Linked DNA regions of Capra hircus: region 1 is linked to region 2. Evidence: chromatin contacts called from public Hi-C data. All regions are on one chromosome and are shown on one strand. Each heading gives the region's core, a stretch centred on a gene start, on an enhancer-like site or on the middle of the called end of the contact. The rest is flanking DNA. Distances are from core to core; before and after follow the strand shown.

Region 1 (2,888 bases), core at 337-2,836, 170 kb before region 2:
TCCGTCTCACTCAGTGTGCCTCTCTACAAACACCGATCCTGATCCTGTCGCTAGAAGCTAAGCTGGACCTTCTTCGCAGCTGCATCAATGTGACGCGTTTATGGATCCCTTCCGAGACCCGGGGAAGCCTGGCGCGCGCCGGGACGGACCGGCGGGCGGGGCGCATCTTCCACGTGGGGGTTCCCAGGCCTGCCCTCGGTCGCCGCCACCCGGGCTCCGTCTGGAACGCGTGCCTGTGCGCTTGTGTGCGGCGGGTCGGGACGTAGGCGCGCGCTCTGGCTAGGGGAGTTTTTGTCCCCTTAGTTTCTCCAGAAGGAGAGGCATAAACACGCCTGTGCAGAAAACAAACCGTAGGCAAGTCACAACCAAAACTCTCTCTGCCGAGATTGGAACACGATATGCTGCCACGGAGGGGAATTAATTATAACACTGTGTGGGTCCTTGGGAAAAGCTGGGAACCGAGGGAGTAATTCTTGGGCACACCTCCTTCTCTTCTCCTCCTCCCGGGAGGGGAAGGCAGTGAGAAAGGTGCCTTCCACCCCCTGCAACTCCACCCCCCTACCCTCAGGGAGGACCCATGTTCGATATGCCTCCGGTTGCTCAAAGTATCTGACTGATTCCCGCGGGCGATCTCAATAGTAAAGCCCCAGGAAAAAGGATTTGCTTTAAAAAAAGAAGAAGCAGCTTACAAATAATTGCTCTCCTACCCAATGTTTTAAAAAATGTTTATTTATATTTGGCTGCACCGTGTCAAATATAAATGAGATGATGAGATGGTTGGAAGGCATCACCGACTCTATGGACATGAGTGTGAGCAAGCTCCCGGAGTCTGTGATGGACAGGGAAACCTGACGGTGCTTCAGTCCCCGGGGTCACAAAGAGTCGGACACGACTGAGCGACTGAACTGACTGACTGCACCGAATCTTAGTAGCAGCAGGCGAGATCTAGCTCCCTGTCCAGGGATCCAACTTGGGACCCCTACACTGGGAGCTCGGAGTTTTAGCCACTGGACCACCAGAGAAGTCCCGTAACCAGTACTTTTTAAGTTTCAAGAGGAAAGCAAGTGAGGGGCATGACTGGCACACAGTCAGTACCCAGGACAGGTTGGCACTTCCCCGGGGCGCTTTTCTCCTTCAGCATTTTCGTGTATCTCATCTTCACAGGCTCCCAAGGCAGGTCCCTGTGTTATTGATTGCACAAGTGTCAGTCGGTGGCAGTGTGGCCCCAGAGTCCAGATCCTGGGCTATATCGTGACGTGGTCGTGGGTGTCCTTAGAGAAGACCGCGCCGTCGCCCACGTACAAGGCGGCAGGCCCCAGGCGACAGCTGGAAGTACAGCATGGACGTGAAGCTGAGCTCAGCATCCTGCGCGCCGCCGTGCAGGGCGAGCAAAGGTTCATCTTCGCGGGCCTGCTGCTCACCAGCCACCGGCACCAGTTCCAGGAAGAGGTGATCGGCTACTACCTGATCCGCGGGCAGGAGCGCTTCAGGAGCAGCGGCGCCGCGAAGCCTCCCTCGCTGCCTCCAAGATCAAGCGGCCGCCAGGTAGGCCAGAGGCCGAGGGCTCGCGCCGGTGCTCAAGCTCGAGTGCGCGAGCCTCGTACCGGCGGGGGGCATTCGGGCGGCTACGTCCAGGCCTCCTTTGCAGCCTCTGGGCGCCGGGGAGACAGAGCGTCCCTCAGGTGCAGGCGGTGGGAGCGCTGTGGCTGTGCGCCATGTATTGGCAGCAGAACCGCTTGCAGCCAGGCACCCGGGCGGGGGTGGCGGGGGCGGAAGAATCCAAGTCGCAGAGCTACACTGAGGACTTTGGCCCGGCGCAGGGAGGCCTGGCGTTAGCCAATGGCAACGCGCGGGCCGCGCACTTGAACTGTTAGGGCAGCTGGGGTGCAGGGCCGGCGCAGCGGCGCTGCCAGGGCGAGAACTACTGGCGCCCGAGATCCAGCGCTGCAGCTCACGCTGCTACTGCGGGGAGCGGCGGCGGCGGCGCAAGGAGCCTGCGGCCTAGATCCTGAGCGCGCGCCGCGGCCCCGCCTGCCCGGCTGTCCTCTCCACGCGGTCAGTGTCTCCTTTGCGGTCTGGTCCACCCGGAGGCCAGCGATCCTCCGTCCGTGCTCTGTATGCGTTTGGTCACAAGGTCCTCGTGGTGCCGGAACCTGCACTGACGCCAGCCACCCAGGTAGTAAGTACACAGATAGGACACAAGTTATGCTGCGGAAAGTGGTGTGCTAGCTGGTGTCTGCCTCGTGCCTGTGGGAACTCAACAGCCATTGAATGGGGAGAGAAATAAAGACATTTACAGCCCTTTGCTTTTTGATGGGTATATTTTACATGCTTTGGGGGAGGGGCTTTTCCCCCCTAACCTTGCCAACTGGCCTCTTCCATGGAGCGGTCACCTGAGTGCCATCGGGCCCACTCAGGGTTTTGAAGCGAATTTGCCTCCCTGGGATGCGGGTGGCGGCTCTGCCCTGGCCTCCCACCTGTGCCCCCATCCCTCTCCCCGCGCCCCTTGAGGAGAGGGCGCTTGGATGTCCACTAGCCCCTTTAGGAGCACTGGTTCCATCTCATAAGCAAAACCTCCTCCCACACCCTCAACTCAACAGTGACATTCACACATCATCAGAACTGCCAGCGACTGCAGAATGGGCATCTCCAGACAGCCTACCTCTCAGGTTGAAGGCCTCTGGAACTGTAAGATACACACAAGTCCCCTGGAATCTTTAAAGCAGATTGTGACTTAGGTGTGTGGCAGCCTGAGATCTCTGCATTTCTTTCTTTAAAAAAAGAAAAAAGAAAAGAAATTGGCCATCTGGGCTTGTGGAATCTTAGCTCCCTGACCAGGGATGGAGCCTGAGCCCCCTGCACTGTAAGTCTGGAGTCTTAACCACTGG
Region 2 (2,700 bases), core at 132-2,631:
AGCCAAGATGGATGCTAGCAAGAGGGATTCTGGGAAGTGGACAGACAGCCAGTGTCTCCTTTCGACCTTTCCCGAACTCTTCTGGTTGGTGGTGGCTTATTAGTTCCATATTCCTTATCAGGATCTCCTGTCATAAAACAGCTCATGCAAATGGTTACTAAAGGTCCTGACCAGGGTGGGCGGTTTCAGTCAGTGTGCTTCCCCTAACAAATATGGTGTCTATTGGGCTATGGTCAATGGATAAATCCTTTCAATTTCCTCTAAAAAGTACTAACTCCTGTAGGTAGGCAAGTATACAGATGGCAAATACTCAAATGGATGTAACAGGACAACGCAGGCAGAGCTCTGGGACCTGAGGCCTCTCCAGGTCCCTGAGAGGCACTCAGGAATGGGATGTGGGTGGGTGGGGTGGAGCTGGGGGGTGGACTCTGGAGAAGGGGCACTGCACAGAGCCAGGCCATGATATTCATCATCGCCACTCTCCTTTCTGCCCCGCTCTTCGATCCACCACGTCCCAGGGCTCAAGTCCCCCCAGTGGACACAGTCAGTGAGTGGACAGTGACCTCATCAGAAAATACACAGCCTTCCTGAAGGTCCAGGGTCCCAGCTTAGTGGGAGGAGCGGTGTAAGGCACTGTTTGAGACAGGAGCTGGCTGACCCCAGGCAGGGGACGGGGGTCAAGGCACGAGGAGGGTGGTACAGCCTGTACCCTGCACCCCTTAGACCTAGGTACACCGTTCATTCATTTCATAGTTCCCTGCAGGGCTAGCCTAGGGCCCCGGGGAAGAGGCAGGGGTGCAGCCTGCGACCTCCATCTTCCTCCCGCTCCTCCCTTCCCCCTCCTGCCCTTCCCAACCCTCCCTCCCTCTCATTTCCCTTCAGGTTGCTTTCTTCTCCTCCCCACTCCCCGCTCCTGTCCCCTTGCTTCTTCTCCCCTTTCTTGTCCCTCCCAACCCTCTTGCCTCTCCTCTCCCCGACCCTCCTTCGCCTTTATCTTTTATCCTCCCCCATCTCCTGTCCACCCCGCGCCCTGCCCCCAAGCAGAGGCGGGCGGGCTGGGTGGCCTCGGGCTGGGCCCCGCCCTGTGCTCGCACCTGCTCTGCGGCCGCGTGGATTCCCCGCCCCCGGCTCCGCGGCTGGAGGGAAAGTGGGTCAACGCGGAGCCGCTGCGCCTGTGTTTGGGAGCAGACGGGGGACCCGGGACCTCTGCCGGGGCGGGAGCCGCAGGCGGCCGCTTGCATAGCCGAGGATGCGGGCCCGCTGGCCCCTCCTCGCCCCCTGGCCCGCGGGAGGCTGCTTCCCTCCGTGATGCCCAGGCCGCTGCGCCCAGCGTGCCTGCATTTCATCTGGCGGGTCGGAGGGTCTCCCCTCCAGGACTTGGTTCCCGCTACCCCACGCTGCCCCCTAGTGTCAGCCCCCGGACTGCGCAGGCTGGAGCCCAGCCCTGGAGCACGCCCTTGTGAGCGTCTGTCTGACTCCCCCAGACCCCAGCCCTTCTGCCCAGATGTGCGGGGCCCTGGGTCTGCTCTGTGGGGAAGCCCCGAAGCGGCCCTCTCGCCTCTATCCCGGGCGGTGCTCCCGCCTGTAGCCCGGCTCAGCGCTGTCCAGCCGCACCCTAGCCCAGCATCCCGAAGTCCCGTTGCAGATCCAGGTCTCTGGCCTGCGGCAGGGACCAGCTATGGGACCATGGAGATGACCTGGCCTCCCAAGCATCAGCCCACCCTGGGCCTCGCTGCCTCCTGTACGGCCCTGGGACTTCTCGGGTGGGCATCGCAGCTCTACCACCTCCTAGTACACTCATTCTGAGCTCTCTCCAGCCTAGGCCTTGGATTCCTCCTGGACTTAAGCCTGATCCTGGAAAGCCCTACCCCTTGTTCACCTGACCAGTGGGTCACCTTAGCCCAGAACCATTCCAAACCCTCTAGCCAGAATACTGCTTCTTGCCCTGGTTCCTGGGATCCACAATTTGCATCTGTCAGTGACCAGGCTGAGCGCTGGCCTGTCAGGGAGGCTGGTGTCTGTGAACCCCAGCAAGATGAACTTCTCATATAGGAAGCAGGAGGCCTGCTCAAGTCAGAGGCTGCCAGAGTCCATCCACCCTGACTCCACACCCACCCCCCACCCCCCTGCCCTCACAGGGCTCCAGGTTTGAAAGACTGCCTGGCGTCCTCAGTCATGTCAAACTCTCTTCAACCCCAAGGACTATAGCCCGCCAGGTTCCTCTGTCCATGGGATTCTCCAGGCAAGAATCCTGGAGTGGGATGCTATTTCCTTCTCCAGGGCATCTTCCAGACCCAGGGATGGAACCTCTGTCTGCTGCATTGTCAGGCAGGTTCTTTACCACTGTACCACCTTCAGACAAATCATCTGTGGAGCCCTGTGGATCTCTTGGTAAACAGCGTTCAGGAAAAGCCAGGGTGGGCCCTGCCCACTCAGTTAGGAAACAGATTTGGATTCAGTTTAGTTTTGTTTTTATTTGAAGCTTTGGTCACAGGCAGGTTATCATCGTTGAGGATCTTCCTTCCCATCAACTCCCGCTGAGTTCTGAGGCTCTGCAGTTCTCAGGGGAACAGACACTGGTTAATAAAACTTGGAAGGGGCTTTTTTTTTTTTCTTCATGAAGTAACCCTCCTTTCATGTCTGTTTACTGCCGGGCTCCATCTCTGGCTCCACACAGCAACGTCTGATTAAATGCCCAAC

What was found. Hi-C and Micro-C count contacts between places; a contact is called where the count stands out from the background.
Region 1: a Hi-C map of blood shows a contact between it and region 2, with 2.0 times the contacts expected there. The contact joins two enhancer-like sites. A contact is called at or near these places in 3 of 5 Hi-C or Micro-C datasets (all in blood).

Annotation. Positions count from the first base shown.
Region 1 is chr21:27,340,534-27,343,421 of ARS1.2, reverse strand. No RefSeq gene overlaps it. Among named protein-coding and RNA genes, the nearest start is that of KLF13, 86 kb to the right of the region's middle. Within about 2 kb of position 1,586, at least 2 of the 5 cell types and tissues checked have an H3K27ac peak or open chromatin away from gene starts, as enhancers often do.
Region 2 is chr21:27,170,447-27,173,146 of ARS1.2, reverse strand. No RefSeq gene overlaps it. Among named protein-coding and RNA genes, the nearest start is that of TRPM1, 54 kb to the right of the region's middle. Within about 2 kb of position 1,381, at least 2 of the 5 cell types and tissues checked have an H3K27ac peak or open chromatin away from gene starts, as enhancers often do.